Linked DNA regions of Mus musculus: region 2 is linked to region 1. A link is a contact called in public promoter capture Hi-C data. All regions are on one chromosome and are shown on one strand. The core of a region is the stretch at or near the end of the contact, and the rest is flanking DNA. Distances in the headings are between cores, read along the strand shown.

Region 1 (7,679 bases), core at 1,389-3,888:
AATAATATTGGTAACTTACAAGAGTTAGTACATCAGAGCTTAAGACCACTTCTGATAACCATCTCCTACTTCTGAAAACCATCTCCTATGATCTCCTTTCTTCAGCTTTGCTCCTGCCCTCTATCACTTTAGGAGATAAACACTAAAGAGAAAAATTTACACTATATCAAAAACTCCCATTTGCCCCCCTGCACGAAAGTAGGGGATATTCCGCTTGGTCTTCATGCAGGTCCCCCAACAATTAGAGCAGGGGCTGTCCCTGACTCTGCTGCCTGTCTGTGGATCCTGTTCCCTTAACTGGGCAACCTTGTCTGGCCTCAGTAGGAGAGGATGCTCCTAATCCTGCAGTGACTTGATGTGCCAGGGTAGGAAAATACCCAGGGGAGACCCCCCCCCCCCCCACTTCTCAGAGGAGAAGAGGATGGGCCATATGAGAGAGGGATGGGAGGAGAGGGGGGCTTCCATCAGGATGTGGAGTGAATGGGTAAATACATTAATGAAAACAAAACAAAATTTAAAAAACCCTTTTTCATTTGTAAAAGCACTTTATTTTGGGAACTGTATTCCCACCTATTTTCCCCTTGAGTGGCTTTTTTTATCTTAACCCTGGTGCCTAAGTCCATACTAAAAATATCTTCATTATACCAACTAGCACTAAAATTCCCATCAGTGTTAAAGCCCCAAATCCCAGTTTGGCCCATGAGCCGAGGTCTCCAAAAGTGTAGGAGAACATTTCAGGTGGCTAACAATGCACAGCTTTGCCTCAGATCCCTCACTGACAACATTTTTTTTTTTTGGGTGTCAGCCCTACTAAGCACAGCTTGAGTGCACCCTTGTACTGTTTCTTTAAGCCTAGACAACCTCACCAAGATCAATTTGAGATTTTAACTGCTTAACACTATGGGAGGGAAAAAAAATCAAACCAATGTCTAACTTAAAATTGACAATGAGACCTAGAGAGAGAGCTCAGCCATTAAGCACATACTGCTCTTGTAGAGGATCAGGGTTAGGTTCCAGTACCTACATGAGGTGGCTCACACAGCCTATAACTCCACCACCAGGTGATCCAATGCTTTCTTCTGGCTTCTATAGGCATCCACAGGAGCATGCATGCAAGTCCTCTCTCCTCTCTCTCTCTCTCTCTCTCTCTCTCTCTCTCTCTCACACACACAGAGAGAGAAATAAATCTTTTAAAAACCTGACAAGTTATAAAAATAAGTGAAAGATTTTTACACATATACTCTTAAAATCCATCTTTGTATATGATTATGTATGCGTTGTCTCATGTGTATATGCCCACATACAGACATACTCATATGCATAATTAGACTAAATCTTAAAAAAATAACCTCAGTTGGAAATGATTTACCTCCAGCTATTCTCAATAATGCATTCATTCTTGGCCAGTTTTGTTATTTTCTTTCCTGAAATGAAGGGTGGCCCTGCTTCCAGAGCCAATTTCTCAGTGAGCTTACGCTGCACATCACAATTTGCCAATATAATACACATCAAAAGGAGCATTCTTAGAGTCTCTTCATTATTGTCATGTTACTGGGAAAACTGGGATGCCTTCATTGACCTCTTAGTTTCATTAAAAAGAATTTATAAAATTCTTTCTCATCAATTCATTAGTTAGATTAATTTAATTTAATTAAAAATTCATGGGGCTGGAGAAATGGCTTAGTGGTTAAGAGCACTGGCTGCTCTTCCAGAGATTCTGAGTTCAGTTCCCAGCAACCAAAAGGTAGCTCACAACCATCTGTAATGGGATCTGATGCTCTTTTCTGGTGTGTCTGAAGACAGTGGCTGTGTACTCACATAAAATAAATAAATCTTTAAAAAAATTCACAAAAGAACTTAACAATGGACTCAGGGAATTTCTAAGACAATTTTATTAGAGTTTAAGAGAAAAACCCCTGATCTCTGATGGTTTCTAACTGGCCAAGGACCCGAAGAAGGGAATCTGACTTCCCTGGTATGAAGCTGACAAGTTCAAACATGGCGTGGTCTGTAAGGGTGTGAGGCAAAGGCCTGGCCTGGCTTTGGTGTTCTAGGGCAATAGGTTGCCCAGGTCAAGCTGTACTATTTCTGCCAGAGCTGAAAAGCTTCAATTTTCTCTCGGTGATCCTTCACCTAAGGAAGACTTCACTTGGGATGGCATGAGTCTGTGCAGAAACACCGTACTCCTGGACAATCCCTGTCCCTGGTACTTCCTGAATGGGCCATTTGGGCAGTGGTATGGGGGAGGTCCTGCTCTTTGATGGAGGTCTCTATGGAAACCCAGAGCAATCTCAGAAAAGGATGCCTTTAATGTTTGACAGCCCTGTCCCCTTCATAGCTCTCAGTTTACCCTATGTACAATGGGTATCTGGGGCTTCTTTGGGTCCTGCTCTGTTTCCAGGCTGGGGAGTGGGATCAGGCTCCCAGCAGGCTGAATTCACAGTTCTTGTGGTCCTAGACTTTGGGAAACCATCCAAATAGACAGAGAATGTCTCTCTTGTGCCTGTTCGGTCTGAGCGGACGCGTGGCTCTCCGCACCTGCTTCTACTTGGGTACAATCACCCTTTGAGTGCAGAGCTGGGGTCTTCTAGGAGACAGGAGGCTTCTCAGAAGCCCCAGAGCTATTAGTGGTTGAACAGGACAGTGTGCATCACGGAGCTTGTGGCCCAGACTGTGCCTGGCAGACCCAGAGGACCTAAGGCTTGGCTCTAGTGGTGGTCAGCACAGCCCTCGGTGGTCTGCGGAGCCTGATATTGCTTTACGTGAGTGACTGTCTTCTACTTGTCTATCTTGTGTTCCAATCTGTGAGGTCATACTAAGTTCCTACTGAGACTTAATCTTTGTCCAGGTGCTATGCTAAGATGCCTCCTCTTGGTGTTCTGAGCTAGTTTCTTCTGTGTGGCTCTTGGTAGGCTGGTCAGGAGTGGCTGGTGTGGGCTGTGTGTCTGGCTATGTCCTGGCCTGGGGAGCCTGACCATGAGCTGTTTGGCTGGTGGTGGTCTGGCCTAGATGGCAGTGGGCTCTAACTGTTCATGTCCTGCAGGTAAAGCAGACGCTGCTCTTTTTCCCCATCAGCTATATACACTCACTTTCTGGTCTGCCATGGTGCCAATCAGACAGCAGTCTCTGGCAGATTCGGTTCATGCCCCCAACATACCTCTAATAGGTCGTTCTGTGTGGGAGGCTAAGTGGGGAGAAAATATTCTCTGGGACTGCCATCCTCTGGTGGCTCCAGTTCCATGTGGAAGTATTTTCTAGCTGTCACTCGGTCCAGGGACCCACCGATGGGGATGCATGGGGAAGGGGGTAGCTGTATGGACAAGAAGGGGTAAGGTGTTCATAAGCAGGTTTCTGATCGCACAGAGACTGATTGATGCCTACTTGATCCTTGGCTTGTGGGTGAGGTTAGGAAATGGCAGGGTATAGAGTAGGAGGCAGGACAGTAGATGATCATGAGGGGAGGCCTTAGTCCTTCCTTGTTCGCCGCATCCTCCCAGTTCTGGAATTCTGTCCACCAATCCTCTACCTTCTCAGCCTCACACTGACCCTGCTCTGACAGGGAGGAATCCACTTAGGGCTAAGCTAGGGCTTCTCTGCTTTTCTTGGCTTTTCTTTTTCTGCCTTTTGATCGACCCCGTCCCCTGGTAATCTCTCTGGCGCTTATGAGAACTACTTGGGGGTATGTATGCTGCAGGTAAGGGCTGTTCTGCTGTGCATCTCCTGTGTCTGAAGCTATTCGCCATGGAGACTGCTGGAGCTCCCTTCTGCTTCCATGTGGGTAGGTGCCAGGGTTCATCTGCCCCTGCTGTGTGATGTCTGGTCTCACATACCACAGGTGTTGACACTGAATACTTCTCCCTAACTTTTTTTTTGGTCTGATTTTGTCCAGAACTCTTGTTGGGTGAGTTCCATGAAGATGAGTGTCCAGGACACACCAGCTGGCAGGGCATGGTTTCTCTGCCCAGCTCCCCAGCACTAGCTAGCCGAGCAAAGGAGAAGCTTAGAAAGGAGGGAGGGGCCAGATTCATAGACATTTGGGGTACAGTGGTAGTGAGGGGCCTGGGGATGGGTTGTGAGAAATCTGGGCTGAGGCAGATAGAAAGCGCCATTAAGATGATCAGGTGACCCTGTGATCCATCCAATAGCTGAGGTGGAACAACAATATGAACTAACCAGAACCCCCCGGAACTCATGTCTCTAGCTGCATATGTATCAGAAGATGACCTAGTCGGCCATCACTGGGAAGAGAGGCCCATTGGTCTTGCAAACTTTATATGCCTCAGTACAGGGGTGGGGGTGGGGGAACGCCAGGGCCCAAGAAGTGGGAATGGGCGGGTAGGGGAATGAGGGGGGTGTAGGGTATGGGGAACTTTCGGGATAGCATTTGAAATTTGAAGTGTATATAAAGAAAATATCTAATAAAAAATAATTTTAAAAAGATGATCAGGTGGGCATGGGTCGTGCCTGTGGCCATGTAAACTTGTGAAGCCTCCTCCCCAACAGACTCCCTGGTACCTTGCTCCTACTGGAAGGTTATGGGGCCCACGCGTGTTCCCAGGAGAACGGTGCTCTTCCAGAGGGAAAGGACGGGCCTGACCTACCGTGTGCCTGCGTTACTCTGTGTGCCTCCCAGGCCTACTCTGCTGGCCTTCGCGGAACAGCGACTTAGCCCTGATGACTCCCATGCCCACCGCCTGGTGCTACGGAGGGGCACGCTGACCAGGGGCTCAGTGCGGGTGAGTGTTAGGTGCAGAGGAAACTGAGCCCAGCTCTATAGATCTCCCTGGAGACTGAGGCCAGGCTCCAGAAGTCTCAACCATCTGCTTCTCTTCCCTCAGTGGGGCACTCTGAGTGTACTGGAGACTGCAGTACTGGAGGAGCACAGGTCTATGAACCCTTGCCCGGTGCTGGATGAGCACTCTGGTACCATCTTCCTCTTCTTCATTGCCGTGCTGGGCCACACACCGGAGGCCGTGCAAATCGCCACTGGCAAGAACGCTGCTCGCCTCTGCTGTGTGACCAGCTGTGACGCTGGCCTCACCTGGGGCAGTGTTCGAGATCTCACTGAGGAAGCCATTGGTGCTGCATTGCAGGGTAGGTGACATCTGATGTGTGGGATGGGCTGCTGGGGTGGGGCGGACGGGGAAAGATGGGTGTGGACTCTAGTGGACTTGGGCTTGTCCTTTGCTTGGGTCAATCCACCATTTGGTGGACCATTCTGTCTCTCTTATCTCCAGCTTCCTGCCCCACCTCCCCTGAGAGCAATGACCTCCTAACACTGTCGGCAGAACTGTCTGGTATTTCCCACGCACTTTTAGTGACAGGCCAATAGGTGTTGGCCAGCTTCTTCACACTGCCTGTTGGCAGGGAACTTAAGCCCACCAGAGGCTCTCCTTGTCTGTGATGAGGGCTGAATCTTTTATTTCCAAACCCATCTTTTTTTACCTCTTCCTTTTGCTTTTTTGTTTCCTCCTCATCCAGCTCTGATCTCCGGGATTCAGTCTCTTTCCACCTCTGCAGTCCCTACTCCCCAGGGACTGACCGCCTACTGCTCTCCCCCACCACCCTGAACCCTGCTGGTTGGCAGCTCCCCAAGGGACTGGGCACATGAGTGCCACATAGAGGGATGTGGCAGGTTCTGGGAGGAGGATGAGGAAACAGGGCTGTCTTAGTTAGGGTTTCTATTACTATGACCATAAAGCAAGTTGGGGAGGAAAAGGTTTATTTGGCTTACACTTCCAGATCATAGTCCCTCATTGGAGGACGTCAGGACGGGGACTCAAGCGGGGCTGGAACCCAGAGGCAGGAGCTGATGCAGAAGCCATTGGCTTGCTTTCCATGTTTTCCTCAGCCTGTTTTCTTAGAAAATCCAGGATCACCAGCCCAGGGATGGCACCACCCGTCATGGGCTGAGCCCTCTCCCATTGATCACTAGTTGAGAACATGCCTTACACCTGGGTCTTTTGGAGTCATTTTCTCAAGGGAGGCTCCTTCCTCCCTGATGACTCTAGCTTGTGTCAGTTTGACACACCAAACCAGCCAGCGCAAGGGCTCATCCGAGGCCTCCTCCCTCCACTGTACTTGGGTGGCATCTGCTTCAGAAGTTGAGCTCTGATGGTGATCATCAAGCCTCTGGTGGCCAGTGGCTGCGGAGTGGTAGACGACTTGTTTGGTTTGACTTCTGGGCTTAGCATCCCAAGACAAACAAAGCAAAACGCTTGACCCAGGGGCTGGAGAGATGCCTCCGAGGTTAAGAGCTTGTATGATTCACAGCTCTTGTAAAGAGCTGTAGAGTTCAGTCCCCTGCCCGTGGATTGGGTGGCTCGCAATTAACTGTACCTCCGGCTCCAGGGTATCTGTCTTTCTAGCCTCTATGGGTACCTGCATTCATGAGGATGCCTTCCACATGCCCATAGTTACAAATACATCTTTTTTAAAAACTAAGAAAGCACTTGCCCAAGCAGACCTCTAGGATTCTGAAGACAGCCTTGATAGGCTCCTCCAGTCTGAGTGCATTTCTGGTCCGATATATGGAGGCAGTCAGCTCTCCTAACCCAAGGGTCTGGCTCCTTCTCTCTGTAGACTGGGCCACCTTTGCTGTGGGTCCGGGCCATGGAGTTCAGCTGCGCTCGGGTCGCCTGCTTGTTCCTGCTTACACCTATCATGTGGACCGACGGGAATGTTTTGGCAAGATCTGCTGGACCAGTCCCCACTCCTTGGCATTCTACAGTGATGATCATGGGATCTCCTGGCATTGTGGAGGCCTTGTGCCCAACCTACGCTCTGGAGAGTGCCAACTGGCTGCGGTAGATGGAGACTTTCTCTACTGTAATGCTCGAAGCCCTCTGGGTAACCGTGTGCAGGCACTGAGTGCTGATGAAGGCACGTCCTTCCTACCAGGGGAGCTGGTGCCTACATTGGCAGAGACGGCTCGTGGTTGCCAGGGTAGCATTGTGGGCTTCCTAGCTCCACCCTCAATCGAGCCTCAGGATGACCGGTGGACAGGGAGTCCTAGGAACACCCCACATTCCCCATGCTTCAATCTCAGAGTACAGGAGTCTTCGGGGGAAGGTGCCAGAGGTCTTCTTGAACGTTGGATGCCCAGGTTGCCTCTCTGCTACCCACAGTCCCGGAGCCCAGAGAATCATGGCCTAGAGCCTGGGTCAGATGGAGATAAGACATCCTGGACTCCGGAATGTCCTATGTCCTCTGATTCCATGCTTCAGAGCCCCACATGGCTACTATATTCCCACCCAGCAGGGCGTAGAGCTCGGCTCCACATGGGAATCTACCTGAGCCGATCCCCCTTGGATCCCCACAGCTGGACAGAGCCCTGGGTGATCTATGAGGGCCCCAGTGGCTACTCTGACCTTGCCTTTCTTGGGCCTATGCCTGGGGCATCCCTGGTTTTTGCCTGTCTGTTTGAGAGCGGGACCAGGACTTCCTATGAAGACATTTCTTTTTGCTTGTTCTCACTGGCGGATGTCCTGGAGAATGTGCCCACTGGCTTAGAGATGCTAAGTCTCAGGGATAAGGCTCAGGGGCATTGCTGGCCCTCTTGATGGCCTCACCCTCTCGTAGCCGCCTGGAGAGGAAGGGTAGACTATATAGAGGAGGTTAGGGGTAGGTCAGCATGATGCTAGGATGGAGAGAGCTCTGTCCCCTCGTGGATGGTGGTG
Region 2 (7,679 bases), core at 2,382-4,881, 2.0 Mb after region 1:
TTTCCTCACAACAGTGACACCTCTCTTCTACTATGAATAGATTATTATTAACTTGGAAACTATTTGTCTTATGTTAGGTCTTGGGAAGCATGAGATTTTTGTATCTCACCACAGAACTTTTCCATACCTAATTTCAATTATATTTATGCCAGAAGCCAATTATCTGTGGTGATGAAATACACCAGTTATTTCTTTTTGTGTGTCTGAAATTAAGTTTGTTGCCTTGTTCCAAAGATGGTGATGTCTGTGTACTGTGTTGTATTTTTGACCCTTAACAGTCTACTACAGAAGAGATCTTCCCAACATTGGGCAGCTCTGAATCCTAACTCTTGAAATCTGTGCTGTTGGACTCTAAACAAAGGAATTAAGTTAAAAAAAAAACCCAGTTTCACATTTTCAGCAGCTGATGGAAGCAAATTTTCTGACACAGTCAGCCTAGCCAAGTACCCATCTAGGGCTTTATCTTTTGACCAAACCTTGCCACAGTTCTAGCTCCTGGAAAACACGTCATTACCCTGAACTAAGGTCTATAAAACCTCTTTGGGACTGATGAATCTGCCCCAGACAAGGGCCTAATAAACCTGTTTTTATCTTCTTTTAATCGGGTGTAATCTGGCCTATATTTATGTCATAGAGATGGAAAAAATAACTAGTAACTTAGACTACCAACAGCATAAATGATGTAATAAAATGATGGATTTCTGAAACCACAATATTCAGAGAAAATTTGAGATAGGAGGATATGGTAGAGGGGAAAAACCAGAGATGCCAGGAATAAGATATGAAATGAAATAATGCCATAGGGAGACTGTAAGTCTTCCAGACACCTGGGTATACACAACAATGTCTGCGCATAAATAATACATAATATGCAAATGAACCTTAAAAGTTCTCAGGGAACCCACCTTCTTTTGAAATTTAAGCCTAGACCTGTGTCTAGATTTGACTCATTTTAAAACTCTTATGTATCTCACTTAGTACATTATTTCCTTTTGTACCTGTTCAAGTATCTTATCCATACTATTGTTTGAAGGCAGGAAATCTGGGGATATCAGGCCATGTCCTCAAAACTCAATTATGTTTGTAATATAAAAACAAAGTTTCAAGTCCCTGTCAGATGTTATGATGTATAAAGGTATATCTGGATCAATCTTACTTATGTCAGGCTTTTCTTTCTGCTTACTAATAGTCAAATTATATTTCTCATTTTTTCCCTTTTCCTTCCAAGATTCCATATTGACCAAATCAATCATTCCTTTGGCAGAGAAGAAGAAATCCAAAGCCTTTCTTTTATACATGTTCTTAAAGTTTTAGACATCTTTGTCACTTAAGATCAAAAGGAATTTTGAAGAAGGGGATTTTCGAAATGTTAATTATAGCAGTACCTTCAAGCTCTTAATAAGAAAAAGGTTGATTAAATAAAGTCACAGTTTGGCATCACAGAATCCAGAGGCCATGCCTATAAATGTGACTGTTCTTGAAGAGAGAGCACAAAGAGCCAGCAGGAGAGTTTGAGGACTAATCTGCTTCCAGTGTGAGAGCACTTTCAACACTGTACAGCACACAAAAGACTAATTTACAGGGTCAGGAAATGTGACATTGGCAGACTGAGCAATAAAAGCAACCAAAGAACATTTCAAATGGCAAAGGGTTTCAGCCAAACAAAATATTTTAAAATAGATCATCTCAGAGAGAAATGGTGCTCACCCTTGATCTGGTTTCAGAAAATTTAACTGTTAATGATTAAGGACAAGGAACCTGGCCTTTCATAAAATATGCATTGAATAAAAATTTCACACTGTTGGCAAATTCATAAAAGAGTAAAAATAAAACTTACTTTACATGATTACAGCATGAAAGAATGATTAATGGTAGTTCTTTAATAATTATCTAGCATATGAAGGCTGTAAGGCAATATAATAAGAAAATACAGTGATCACTTATGCAGGTGCTGGGCAGCTGGGAAGATCATTTCCTAGTGCATACTTAGAAGTCTTAAATATATGTTAACGGTGAGATGGGAATTATATAAGTAGGGAATATGTATATATTTAACATTAGGAAAGTTAATACCAAGAAAAAAGAAAGCAATGTAATAGAAAATGCTGAAGTCTTATACAAATTATGGGTTTAAAATAGCATGTAGTCAATTTTAGATGAAAGGTAAACAGTGCTTTGCTCAAATTATTTTCTGTCTCACTTCAGCTGCATTGACTATTTCTTTACATTTTAATATTTTACTATTGGTCAGCTTATAGATGAGTTTTCAACCATAATTTTCTAGCAATTTTTCACTTGTTTATCAGCATCTACTATTTTTTTTTCTGGATGTGATACTTCATTCTGACCCTCCTAGTGTAGAGTCGCTGCAAGTGCCACTGCCAGTAGAGAACCTATACATACTAGATAAGGAGGAAACTTGGTTCAGTGTGACTTAGCCAGGCCACATCAAACTTCTGGAGTCTGACACCAGGGCAGTTTATTTTAGACATGTTTAAGTCCATCACAATTTTGGGAAAAGTCTCCTCTTAACAATTATCTGAATATCGTGGGCACACTAAGGCATAGCTAATTTGAAACTCTTATACAAAGTATATGTGACCTCAATAGCTTAAGGAACTAGGATCTGGTGTGGTCTCTGACTAAGATAACACAGAGTTGAGCAGGCTATTAAGTAAGTGTGATATCTCCCCTAAGGCTGGGTTCCACTGAGTGAGAATCAAAGCTAAAGATAAAGGTCTAGAGAAGGACAGTCTGGAATAAACATTCTGGAGGATTTGGGTGTGGCCTGGCCTTAAAGACAACAAAGGTCACCAGGTTTTTAACAGCATCCAATCCCAGCATGCTGGGTGTAAAACAGGTATAAATGTCTTCCCCTGAGGAGGCAACCCTGCATTATTAACATTCCTGGTTTCTCTAGGGCTTACCTGGGAATATTTGGGCCTTCTACACCACAGCAATTGGGTAGAGAATCTCCAATGAATACGGTAAGACAAGACATACAATATGTATTATAGAAGAAAAGCAGAAAATTACTTGATAATATGAGGCACTCTCAAGAATGAAAGTGCACTGCTATGTCAACCTAGATATTTAGATAGGCTCTATAGTATTTCTTCAATATTGGGAAAAGAGCTTCCTAGGGAAGGAGGGGGTATGTCCATTCTGGTAATTGGCAGACTCATCTGGATTAACTCCCCGGGTAAGGGATGATAATAAACATGTTTTGTTTGTTGGTTTTGTTTTGTTTTGTTTGTTTGTTTGTTTGTTTATCAGAAAGCTTCTAGCTATGTACAAATTTTACAGTCTTTCTAGAAGGTCAAAATGTCCTGTCTGCATCCAGGGATGAAGGAAGTATTTAGGTACCACTCTTCATAGGAGTAGTAGGTTCAGTTACTGGTTTCAAAGATGCAGATTAGGTACTGGGCTGGGGAGGTGTTCCATAATGATCTCAGTCATACTAAAATTTGAGTAGTTCTCTGAGAATTTGAATCATCCTATATGTAAATCAGCCATAGTACTGTTCAGGAAAGCCTATCTTATATCATATTGGTTTCGGAATTTGTGTGTCCTTATTCATTAATGAGTTATACAGTATACCTTTACTATGGTCTTCTCGCTGGCTGTGATATAAGAATACATATTCTAAATAGAATGTGAAGAACATAGAATGGAATAGTGAGATATTTCATCAGAACATTTGTGTGGCATTATATTGAGAATTCCTACTGCTAAGAGAGTAGCTATTTCCGAGTGTCTGTGATTTATTGAAACACTCTTCAGATACTTCACAAAAATCACCTAACTTAATGCCCACAAATAGCTACATTAGGAAGAAATTGTGCCTTCCATTTTATAGGTAAAAATTTTAGGAACAGAGTAATTTTCAAATAGTGTTACCAAATCTTTCTTTAAAAGTCATATTTGAAGCCAATTTGATATCTGTCTGTGAAGAAATGTATTACTACTGAAAAAAAAAGTGGCTTACAACATAATATTATTGTAAATGTTTTCTATTGAGACTTATCTAAGATAATGTTGATCACTGCTTTTAAAAGGACCAATAAGAATAAATCCAGGTTCTGTGTCCATTTAAATAAAATATGCCCAATTGCTTAACTAGTTATAATAAAATACAATATTAATATTTAAAGAAAATGAGAAGTTTTAGATTTACTGAAAAGTCAGAAAAATTGTAAGACTCCAGAATAATCCAAATGCAGTTGAATTGTTATCAGTAAATCATGTTAGCATGCCAAATTTACTATAGATGGTGAGTGACACTATAATATTTCCCTTACAATCTACTGAAATTTACTTTATTTTTTGATAACTTGATCTAAATTCCCTGAGTCATTATTACCCCTCCCCGATTTACTATAATGACCATGGCAGATTACAATTAGAAGTCAGGCCTCTTAGTTATGATAAAGAATAAAAATCTCAAAGTAATATAATTGATGTTATAAAGGATTTGTTAGTAGATTTGCTTAGGAGGTGTTAAATCACACAAAATAGAATATACAACGGAAGTACTGCCTCAACATGCCCTAAAGACAACCAGGACAGTTAACCAGGACTGTTAACCAGGACAGTTAACCAGGACTGTTAACCAGAGGTTAGCAACATTATAATACTAACTGTAACATTTGTTCACCAGGATTGGCCAGACATTAATCCCATCCCCAAAGAACATGTCTCTAACATGCAGCTCAGGGTTTAGTGTACGGTCACATTGTCCTAAGTGTAGTCTGCCATTAAGTCTCTTGTTCTTTGACCAGAATAAACATAATTCTGCCTTGTGGACAAGAGGATATTGGATAACAACTATTCAGAAAAGAACAACACAGATATAGTGAAAATAATTCTGGTGATTTTTAATATCTTGGCAAATAGATCTCCTAATTGTCTGAGTTGCCACTCTTGAAGCCTGGCTCTGTTTGAATGGTTCAAAGTATATGCTGAGTCTAGGACCTGAAAGAGATCAAAGGATGACACTGTGAAATGAATAAGCATAAAGTGTATTTAACTTAGGAAAATCTGTTAAAAAATCTGTTGTTTGGGCTTTAGTCACAGTTGGCCAGGCACTTCCACAAGGAACTGTTCTTCCATCTCTAAATGTGCAGAATGGAAACCATCTCTCTAACAGTGACCATTTCTTATTTCTTAATTTTGGACAATGTGAGCAGCTTCAAAGCATATTTTGTGTATGTTTTGTAGACTGTCCTTAAATGTCATCTTTTCAATGTCTTTGTATCTATTAAACTATAATTGGGGGCACTGAGGAAAAAGATGTCAAGGATAAAAGGCTGCTCTCACCACTTCAGATCAAGGGATGGCATTTCTATGCGATACATATTAACATTACTTGTTCTTTAATGGAATGATCCTTGTTTTATTCATTGACCTCTTCTCCTTTACTTTTTCGAGGCAATTCTCTGGTGGCTCCTTCTCCACATTAGACATGTGATGCTAAGTCCTTCTATTCCCTCCAAATGCTAGCTTAAGAAGCAGAAACATTTAAACAGAGCCACTGAAGTGCGGCGGTTGTCTCCCCTCCCAATGTAAAAATTTGTAAATCAACAGCTCCTTGCTTTTTTTTCCAGAATTAGAGGGATTTAAGTGACCAATCCTTTATTTCTCCTCTTTATTCCTTTTCTTCTATTTAAAAAACAAAAACAAAAACAAACAAACAAACAAAAACCGGTCAAACAGAAACGACTATGAAGTCAGGAACCAGGCAATGTGGAAAAATAAAACAAATCAACAGAAACAGACAACAACTGGAACAGCAAGTGGAAACTTCTAGTTTCTTTGGAAAGCTAGCTATGTCAAATGACATTTTGCCGGGGCACACGGGTGAAAGGATATTTTGATAAAGCAAACACGTGAAAGACTGGGTGAAGCAGACACAGGTGAAAGGATGTTTGGATACAATAAACACATGAAAGAATGCTTGATGAAGGAGTATAAGTATAACCTCACAGACAGGGGGAGACAAATATTGAGCTTTGGTTTAGTCTGTCCACCTCCCTATTCTTTGCTAATGATGTGCATGTATTGGCTCACCTTACATCATTTTATTGAGCTTACTTGTGGTAATATTGCCATTGAGAGTAACTCATCCAAGAACTGGTGAGGTTCCCGGGACACCTTGCCACTTCAGTAGTGGTTTCTTCACGATTCCTGGTGTCTGCTTTGCTGAAAGAACTGAATTAGACTGTAGCTGCTGGTTCCTGCCGGGCATCTGCCTGCATAGAGGATTGGTTTGTAGCTGCTAAGTCAGATTTGGTGTTTGCTGTGGGTCTGAACTACTGCCAAAGAAGGTCAAGCTTGCCCCCAAAGAACTATTGCTGTACAGGTCTTCTTCCCCCTTATCCTAATAACTTTTCTCTTCTACTACTTCTACTGGGTGGTAGGCTAGAGGAGAGGTTGAACATTTATTAAAAGTAGGTTGCAAAAATTTATTCCTACAAACAATAACAACCATCTCAAATCCAAGAGGGTCTTCTGTCCCTGGGGTGCTTGCTAAATGGGTTCATGTCTTGGTGTATACTTTCTGCAAAGAAAAGATTGACTTGCTATGCTATTTTCACTTCATTCCAATGCACAGTTTGACACCTAGGTAATTCTTTCTCCAACAATGGCAAGTTCATGAAGACATTTGTGATTGTAAATATTTCTTTTTGCATTTGGGCACCATGATTATTATCTTATCTTTATCTTCTTATTATATTTGTATTTTCATACTCAGTCTTTGAACAAGTCATTTTTCCCAGAGTTCAGAGTCCAGGTTTTCTTTTTCTTAATGATAACTACACACACACACACACACACACACATACACACACGAAGAAATATCTAAGTCTTAAGCATGAATATTGTTTCTTAGTTCTTCCAATTAAAAGAAAAAGGAAGGAGATGAATATACACATTTTGTCACATTTATATACATACACCTATAATGATGTGCCAATCAGCATTCACTTCAGCATGAGTCCATTTCACTTTTACAACTCTAATCAGTTCCCACATGAACAGTCTAATCTATTTCTCATTCATAACTTCTCCTTACATCACAAAGATAGTTAATTTTACTTTCTACCATGCATTTCATAATTGTTCAATTTTAATATAAATTATGCTGGTTTCAAAATTATTGACTTGTTCTCATAGGAAACAACTTCATAATTTACAGTATAATATTTATGTGTGATTTGTTTTAGCCTTTAGGCCTTATAAAGTATGCTTACTTCTAAGGTTACACACACTAATAATTTCACATCCACTAATTATATTGCTTTATGCATTTTATTTTTAACCTGCAACTTTTCATTCTGATAAGTTTTTATTGTTATTTATGTATGTACTAACTTTTTTCCTTGTATTGTAAAACTTTATGTCTTGAAAACTACATAATGTTATTTATTGACCAATGTCTCAAAGTTCCATCACCTTAAATATTTTGAATTTACAGTTAACCCTCATTTACCTCATAGACCCATACTATAATGAATACCTTTATCATCTTTGTTGTTTTTCTGTACAGAATGTGATATGAATAGATTTATAAAATATGTCACCTTTAAAAACTAGGTTGCTTAATTTACATGCATATGACTGCCTTAATCTTTGTGTACATTTATACATGCCTGCATTTCATATCTAATTATTATTTC

The links. Promoter capture Hi-C pulls out the DNA fragments that hold promoters and counts their contacts.
Region 2: a promoter capture Hi-C map of hippocampal neurons shows a contact between it and region 1, with 4 times the contacts expected there. The contact joins the promoter of 1700063A18Rik here to the promoter of Neu4 in region 1. A contact is called at or near these places in 2 of 39 promoter capture datasets (cranial neural crest and hippocampal neurons).

What each region holds. Positions count from the first base shown.
Region 1 is chr1:94,017,855-94,025,533 of GRCm38.p6, forward strand. Neu4 (sialidase 4) reads left to right here and starts at 2,639. Exons shown (of 4, transcript NM_173772.3): 1 at 2,639-2,762; 2 at 4,504-4,736; 3 at 4,839-5,094; 4 at 6,583-7,679. The coding sequence starts at 4,536. The coding sequence ends at 7,562.
Region 2 is chr1:96,018,127-96,025,805 of GRCm38.p6, forward strand. 1700063A18Rik (RIKEN cDNA 1700063A18 gene) reads right to left here and starts at 3,632. Exons shown (of 3, transcript NR_040467.1): 1 at 3,601-3,632.